Regions from separate parts of the Ovis aries genome. Here region 1 is linked to region 2. The links are chromatin contacts, called in public Hi-C maps. All regions are on one chromosome and are shown on one strand. Each heading gives the region's core, a stretch centred on a gene start, on an enhancer-like site or on the middle of the called end of the contact. The rest is flanking DNA. Distances are from core to core; before and after follow the strand shown.

What was found. Hi-C and Micro-C count contacts between places; a contact is called where the count stands out from the background.
Region 1: a contact with region 2 is called in a Hi-C map of tail adipose tissue, with 4 times the contacts expected there. The contact joins two enhancer-like sites. A contact is called at or near these places in 5 of 16 Hi-C or Micro-C datasets (blood, mixed tissues, omental adipose tissue and 1 more).

The regions. Positions count from the first base shown.
Region 1 is chr10:75,626,323-75,629,774 of ARS-UI_Ramb_v3.0, reverse strand. No RefSeq gene overlaps it. Among named protein-coding and RNA genes, the nearest start is that of TM9SF2, 51 kb to the left of the region's middle. Within about 2 kb of position 2,059, at least 20 of the 54 cell types and tissues checked have an H3K27ac peak or open chromatin away from gene starts, as enhancers often do.
Region 2 is chr10:75,488,137-75,491,822 of ARS-UI_Ramb_v3.0, reverse strand. All of the region lies in intron 4 of UBAC2 (UBA domain containing 2), which reads right to left. Among named protein-coding and RNA genes, the nearest start is that of GPR18, 27 kb to the right of the region's middle. Within about 2 kb of position 1,727, at least 15 of the 54 cell types and tissues checked have an H3K27ac peak or open chromatin away from gene starts, as enhancers often do.

The DNA.
Region 1 (3,452 bases), core at 810-3,309, 140 kb before region 2:
GAAAGGACAAACATCCTTTTTCCTCTGTGCATTCCTTAGTCTTGGTCACATAAAAAGTTTCTTTCTTTGATGACTACACAATTCAGTTGACACTCTGTACCAAGGATTATAAAACAACAATGTATCCTTCCTGAGGACAGTGTCTCCTTCCTGAAGACTTTCTGACTAATCCTGATATCTTAGAATGTATATTATGGGAGTAGGTCTGGTGGGATCTTTCTATTGTTAAATTCTAATCCTGTTATTCTAAAATGTAAATTGTGGGAGAGGGTCTAGTAAGATCTTTACAACCTTGAGACATTCTTTTGATTTATTGTAATAACCAGTTTAAAAGTATATAACTCTCTTGCTAACACTAGCGAGGGGGGCACTCTCATCCCCCTGCTGATGTCTATGTCAGAAGCATTCTCTGTTCCGTTTTATACTTTAATAAAACTCTGCTGTACAAAAGCTCTTGAATTGATCAAGCCTGGTCCCTGGTCCCGAGGTTAAATCTTTGGAAATCACGAAGCTGACACCGGTCACCGTAAGCTATCAGTTTCCTCTTGGGTCTCTCTGCTCAGCTTGTAAACAGGACGTCCTCTGCCTGAGTCATTGCATGGTCAAATCTCTGTGTGAGTCTGAGTCCTAATCTCCTCTTCTAATAAAGACACTGGTCAGATTAGATTGGGCTTCCCTGGTGGCTCAGCGGTAAAGAATCCACCTGCCATGCAGGGGAAAAAGAGAGAAAGTGAAGTCGCTCAGTTGTGTCTAACTCTTTGTGACCCCGTGGACTGTAGCCTACCAGGCTCCTCTCTCCATGGGATTCTCCAGGCAAGAATTCTGGAGTGGGTAGCCATTTCCTTCTCCTGGGGATCTTCCCGATCCAGAGATCGGACCCGGGTCTCCCGTATTGCAGGCAAACGCTTTAACCTCTGAGCCACCAGGAAAGCCATGTGGGGGACCCGGGTTCAATCCCTGGGTCGGGCAGATCCTCTAGAGAAGGAAATGGCACCCCACTCCAGTACTCTTGCCTAGAAAATCCCTTGGACAGAGGAGCCTGGTGGGCTCCAGTCTACGGGATCCCAAAAGAATTAGGCACGATTTAGCAACTCAACAGCAACATATTAGAATAGGGCCCTCCTATGTGACTTCATTTTAACTTAGTCACCTCTTTAAAAATCCCATCTCCAGAAACAGTCACATTCTGTGGTGCTGAGGGTTAGAGCCTCAGCAGATGAATTTGGTGGAAGGGACACAGTTCTGCCCATAACATTGTTGGGGGCAACAGAGATGCCGTAGAAGCATTCTACTGTATTCTTTGTAGATCAGGGACCAGCTCACAGGAGGCTGCGCGAGGAGGGGACCTTCTGCACCCACTGTGAGCTCAGGTTGGAGGCTCCAGTGAAGATGCTTCCAGCCCTCTGCTCCCACCAGCTGGGACTCATCCTTCCAGCCCAGACCACGCCCTGAGGAAAGGGGGCCCTCGTCTAGGAAGCTCAGACACCCACTAGGACCCTGCCGATCCCCGTGATGACACCTTGCCCACCTGGATGAAAGTGAAAGTTAAGTCACTCAGCTGTGTCTGACTCTTTGCGACCCCATGGACTGTAGCCCACTAAGCTCCTCCATCCATGGGATTACCCAGGCAAGAATACTGGGGTGGGTTGCCATTTCCTTCTCCAGGGGATCTTCCTGACCCAGGGATTGAACCCAGGTCTCCCACATTAGAGGCAGACGCTTTAACCTCTGAGCCACCAGGGAAGCGGAGACAATTCACACCTGAGCAGCACAGGGGGGATGCCGCTTCACCTGCTCACTGCCCTGAAGCCATTCTGTATCCCTGGGAATTTGGGGGTGGGGGTCTTCCCAGGTCATCCAGAGGGGCAGGGCACCTTTGTGATCTGGGGGCAGGAATGGCACTCAGAGGGGTGGAGGCATGGCTGCCCTATGTGGCTGCCCGCCTTCAGCTCTAGAAGGCTGCGGCTGGATTTATTCGCTCGTTCAACAGGGATCTGCAGGGGCCAGGTCCGCATCAGGCACAGGTGCCTGTGATTCATTAACATGTGAGACAGATGGCAGCCCGTGAGCTCATGCAGGCTTCATGCCAAGGCAGAGGGGTGGCCACAGACGCGCGCTGCACCCAGCGGTGCTTCCTGTGAAATGTCCATTCGGGCCCAGGGAACCGGGGACTCCCAGCCTCCTCTGGCTGAGGGTTTCTGGGTGGTTTCCTGTTTCAGCCCCACGGCCAGGGGAAATTTCTGCTTTTTGCTCTTCTGAACTCTAAGCAGAGACACACATGCATTTGATGAGGGATTTTTCTGGTTAGAGGAAAGTTTTTATGTCCTGTGTGCACTTCTTAATATATCCTGAAAAACTCAGTTCAAATGTCACTTCCCGTGAGAAACCTCATCTGACCCCCACCAACCCCTCCTCTGTGCTCCCGCGGTGTGAATCATCGGGCGCGGAGCTGCAGGTCTGGTTGAGCTGTGTCCCTCCCCCAGCCCCTGGGTTCCTCCGGCCTGCCTCCAGGCAGGCTCTCTGCCTTGTGTCTATGTATCTGCCCTCGGGTCACCAGTATCCAGCACAGGGAAAGTGCTGGGTGAAATGACAAAACAGAGCCAGGTGGAGCCCTCTCCAGCCTGCCTTTGGTGTGGTCCTTACTGTCCACCCCATCACCCTCTTTCGGATCCCCAGAGGGTTGGTTCAGGACCACGTGATTTCAAAGTGGCAACAGGTATGGAGAATATTTTGAGATACTGGCAACCCCTAAAGTGTGGAACGAGAATCTGTCTTGTTATTTCTCTTGACATGGCTAAAACTTAGGATTTGTTACCTGTGTTCAAGACAGAAGGGAATGCTCCATTTCAGTTAGAGGTTAGGGAAAATAAAGATGTGAATTTTTCCTATTTAAGTTCATGGACCCTCTGGGTTCTCTTCACAGGCCCTTTGAAGGATCCGCATCCATGTGATTAAGATCCTCCAGACTAGAACTTTCATCTCCCAAGTTGTACTTTGCCCTTCCCCCACCCCAGCCAGTGCAGGTGCAAGGTTTTGCTGCCTCCCAAACCTTGGGCTCGGAGAAGGCAATGGCATCCCACTCCAGTACTCTTGCCTGGAAAATTCCATGACAGAGGAGCCTGGTAGGCTGCAGTCAATGGGGTGGCTGAGTCAGACATGACGGCGATTTCACTTTCACTCTTCACTTCCATGCACTGGAGAAGGAAATGGCACCCCACTCCAGTGTTCTTGCCTGGAGAATCCCAGGGATGGCCGAGCCTTGTAGGCTGCCCTCTATGGGGTCACACAGAGTCGGACATGACTGACATGACTTAGCAAACCTCAGGTGACCCTGAAGTCAGGCGCCCTCAGCTCCTTCGCTCCTCCTGCATAGCGTCTCCAGCTGAGGACAGAGCTTGGCCCTTTGCTTGCTCCCCCACTGGACCTCAGATGTGTAAAAGCATCAGCCTGCA
Region 2 (3,686 bases), core at 478-2,977:
CAATACAGACCAAGTTACCCTCACGAATCTCATGTTTCACAAGTCAATATAAAACATTAAGCAGGCAAACAATCTTCCCTCAGTGGGAAGGGATAAATTTAAGTATTGACTATGGTTTCATTGCATCCAAGACTGGATTTTTGCCCTCCCCCAAGTAGTCTCTGAACTACTTTAATAATAAACCCTCTTTCTACTAAATAAACCAGTGTTGGTTCTATTACTTCAACCAACAGGCATGCCTGCATCTTGTAATTCAGAAAGCTGTTTTTTCCTTTGACCTCAGATAACAGAAGCAAATCAGATATTTCCGAACTCAAGGTATACCATATACCAAAAAAAAAAAAAAAAAAAACAACTCAACCCTGAGATAGATATGAGATTATTTTTGTGTGTCACATATCTTGCCATGGTTACCAAGACTTGGCGAGCATTTTGAAATTTTTTTCTTAGAATAATACAATGATCTGAATCTAAAATCTTCGTAAAGTACAGCTTTCCAATGATAAACAAGAACAGGAAGTGAATCTTGAATAGAACCAGACTGAGTTCCCTTCAGTATTATTGACTCTGCTATCATCTAGCCTGATTAACAACATTAAACTTTTCACCATCCTAGCCTAAAGTTCTTAACATCTTCATTTATGATTCAATAAAACATATATCCTATCAAACTGGAAATTTTGACATGTACTTAAATATTTTAAGTCCTAAGAGGAAGACAAGCTAAAATAAAGGAATTGAGTATTAAAGTAACTGACAAAAGCAGAAATGAAAACAGATGTTAAACTTCTTTGAAACAAATTTTTACTGATAGCCTCAACCAAAGCTATTTCAGTCAACGGCTAGAAATATTCTACCTAGTCAAAAGATCTCAACAAGCTTCATAGGTCACTGCCTCCTCCAGGGTGTGGGCCAACTCTTTTCAGGGTTCTATTTACCACCCAGCACTGTGCATGTCAAAATAGGTAAAAGGCTCCGTAAAAGCTCAGTTCAGGTCAGTGGTCTGCCATCAGGGGTAACTCTGCGGCCCTCAACGTCATCTGGCACTATCTGGAGACGTTTCTAGTTATCAGGACTGGGAGGTGGGAGGTGCTACAGACATCTGAGGGCAGAGGCCAGGAGTGTTACTCAACAGTCTGTGATGCACAGGACAGCCCCCCAACAGCAAAGACCTATGTGACCAAAAGTGCCAGCCGAGGCTGAGAACACTCTGGTTTGGGCTGACAGTATCACTGCCCTTCACATTCAGGTATAAAATTACCGATGGGGTGGCTTCATATAACCTCTGATGATAGCTTCCAGAGTCTTTCAAACAAGATACACTAAATCTACTCCTTGGGAAGATGCTCAGGCCACTGAAATTCCCAATGAAATCTCTGCAGTGTAAAAAACCTGAGTCTCCTCTCACAATTAACCAGCCACCTCTGAGGGTAAGAGACTCACTATTGATGTTGCTTTTTCGATTCAAAAGACACTGGGCTTCAAACATTACTAACACCTTAATTACACTGAGTAGCAATCTCATTTTCTAGGCCTCCCTTAAGACAGCGTCAAGCACACAAGTGAAGTAACAGAAGCCACTTCCTCTCCTTACGTATCTTTTAACATCATCATGACTTTTCTTTTTCCACTTTACAGAAAATGCTGCTCAAGGCTTCTGAGCCAGCTTCCTCAGAGGAGATGACAGTTCCCACTGTACAGAGGATTAAAGTGACCCCGGTGCGTGTGCAGACCGCCTGAGACGAGCATGGTGTGTGCTGACTCTTGATGGGTGACGTCAGACACACAGCATTAGACACCTGGACACTAAACTGAGAACTTTGGGGTTAAGATAAGAGCTATTCTGGGATGCCCCTGGTGGTCCAGTGCTTAAGAATCCGCCTTGCACTGCAGAGGATGCAGGTTCGATCCCTGCTCAAGGAACCTTAAGATCCACACCCCGGAGCCCGCACAGCGCAGTTCCAGAGGCCACACGCCACAGCTGAAGTGTCTGCTGGCCGCAACGTGAAGCAACTAAGACTCAGCGTGGCCACATAAACAATCGCGACCTTTGTTTCATAAAAAGCTATTCTGGGGACTTGCCTAGTGGTGTAGTGGGTAAGAATCTGCCTGCCAAGGCAAGGGACATGGGTTCGATCCCTGGTCTGGGCAGATTCCAAAGACTCCAGAGCAATCACGCCCACCAGCCACAACTATTGAGCCCACAAGCCGAAACTATTGAGCCTGTGTGCCCCAACTACTAAAACCCACATGTCTAGAGCCTGTGTTCTGCAACAAGAGAAGCCACCACAGTGAGAAGCCTGTGCACCACAATGAAGAGTAGCCCCTGCTCACCCACAACTAGAGAAAGCCTGAGCAAAAAGCAACGAAGACCCCAGCATAGCCATAAATGAATAAATATATTTTAAAAAGAAAAAAAGCCTCTTCTGAGAATATAAGAATGAATGGATTATATGTTTTTTTTTTCTAGATGTGGTACTGGGAATGATTTTATAAATCAACAACATTTTAATCTTTTAAACATATCACTGAACTCATATTTGAAACTCAGTTTTTACATTTTTCTTATAAGTAACAGATTTGAGGTAAGTCACCAAGAAAAAAAAAAGAAGAAGAAGAGAAAAGAAAAGAAAGAAAAGGGCATTAGTACAAAAGAAAAATCAAAGTAACTAGCAGGTGGTAGATCAAAATTTCCATCGTAGCAGGTCTCTCTGGTGTTCAAGAACACTTCACGGCTTCATGCCATCTCCCTGATGCTCCACGCTGAGGGAGCTTTCAATAAGAGAGGAAGATTTTGTTCCAAAAAGCACTAAGCTGAGAGAAGGGTCAATTAGGTAAACAAGTATAAAATCAAGTGGTAAATGTTACATGTAACTTGGAAGCACAGAGTCATCTGTGAGCACAAAGGAAGATGTGATCACTTCTGGCTGGGGTAGGGGTTCATAGAGTAGAGATGTCCAAGGTGAGCCTTGAAGGTCAAGAAAAATTTGGCCAGGCAAAGAAGAGAGAGGATACTGCAATCAGAATTGTCTGATTTATGAATAAATTAATTCAGAGGGTGGTCAATAATGCAATTAGGCCAGTGTGTAGAGCACAAGGGGGGACTGAGTAGAAGAGGCTGGAAAGGTGGGTGAGAACTCAACTCTGAGGTGCCTCACTAACAAGTTAGACTTTACAGCGCAGCAGTAGGAAGTCACAGGTTTAAGAAGGTGTAAAGGAACGAGGTAAGATCTTTTCTGGAGATAAAGTTATGGAGGAGGGGGAACCGCACAGATGAGAGTGGAGCTGGTGACCGGATGAACAGTCGAGAGGCTACTGCAGTAGTCCACACAAAAGGAGATGAAATGGAATCAAAACAACACGGCTTTTCATTCACGTATTTGCTCCACCCACCCACCATCCATTCACCCATCCATCCAACCACCCACTGTGCCCACTGTGTGGGAGCCACCATGCTAATCGAGGCATGACTGATGGGTAAGGTTAGCATGGTCTCTGCTTGTGAGAGCTTATATGCTATGGAGGAGATGGATAGTAAACCATCTATTACACAGTTAATTTCCATGGTGACAAGAGTTATGAGAAATGTCCCAAGAGAGCGTATCACGAGAGACCCTGCCCTAATCTCAGGGTGGGCATAGTCCAAGAAAGCTTCTTCGAGGAGTGACCTTTCGTCTCTTCCTGAC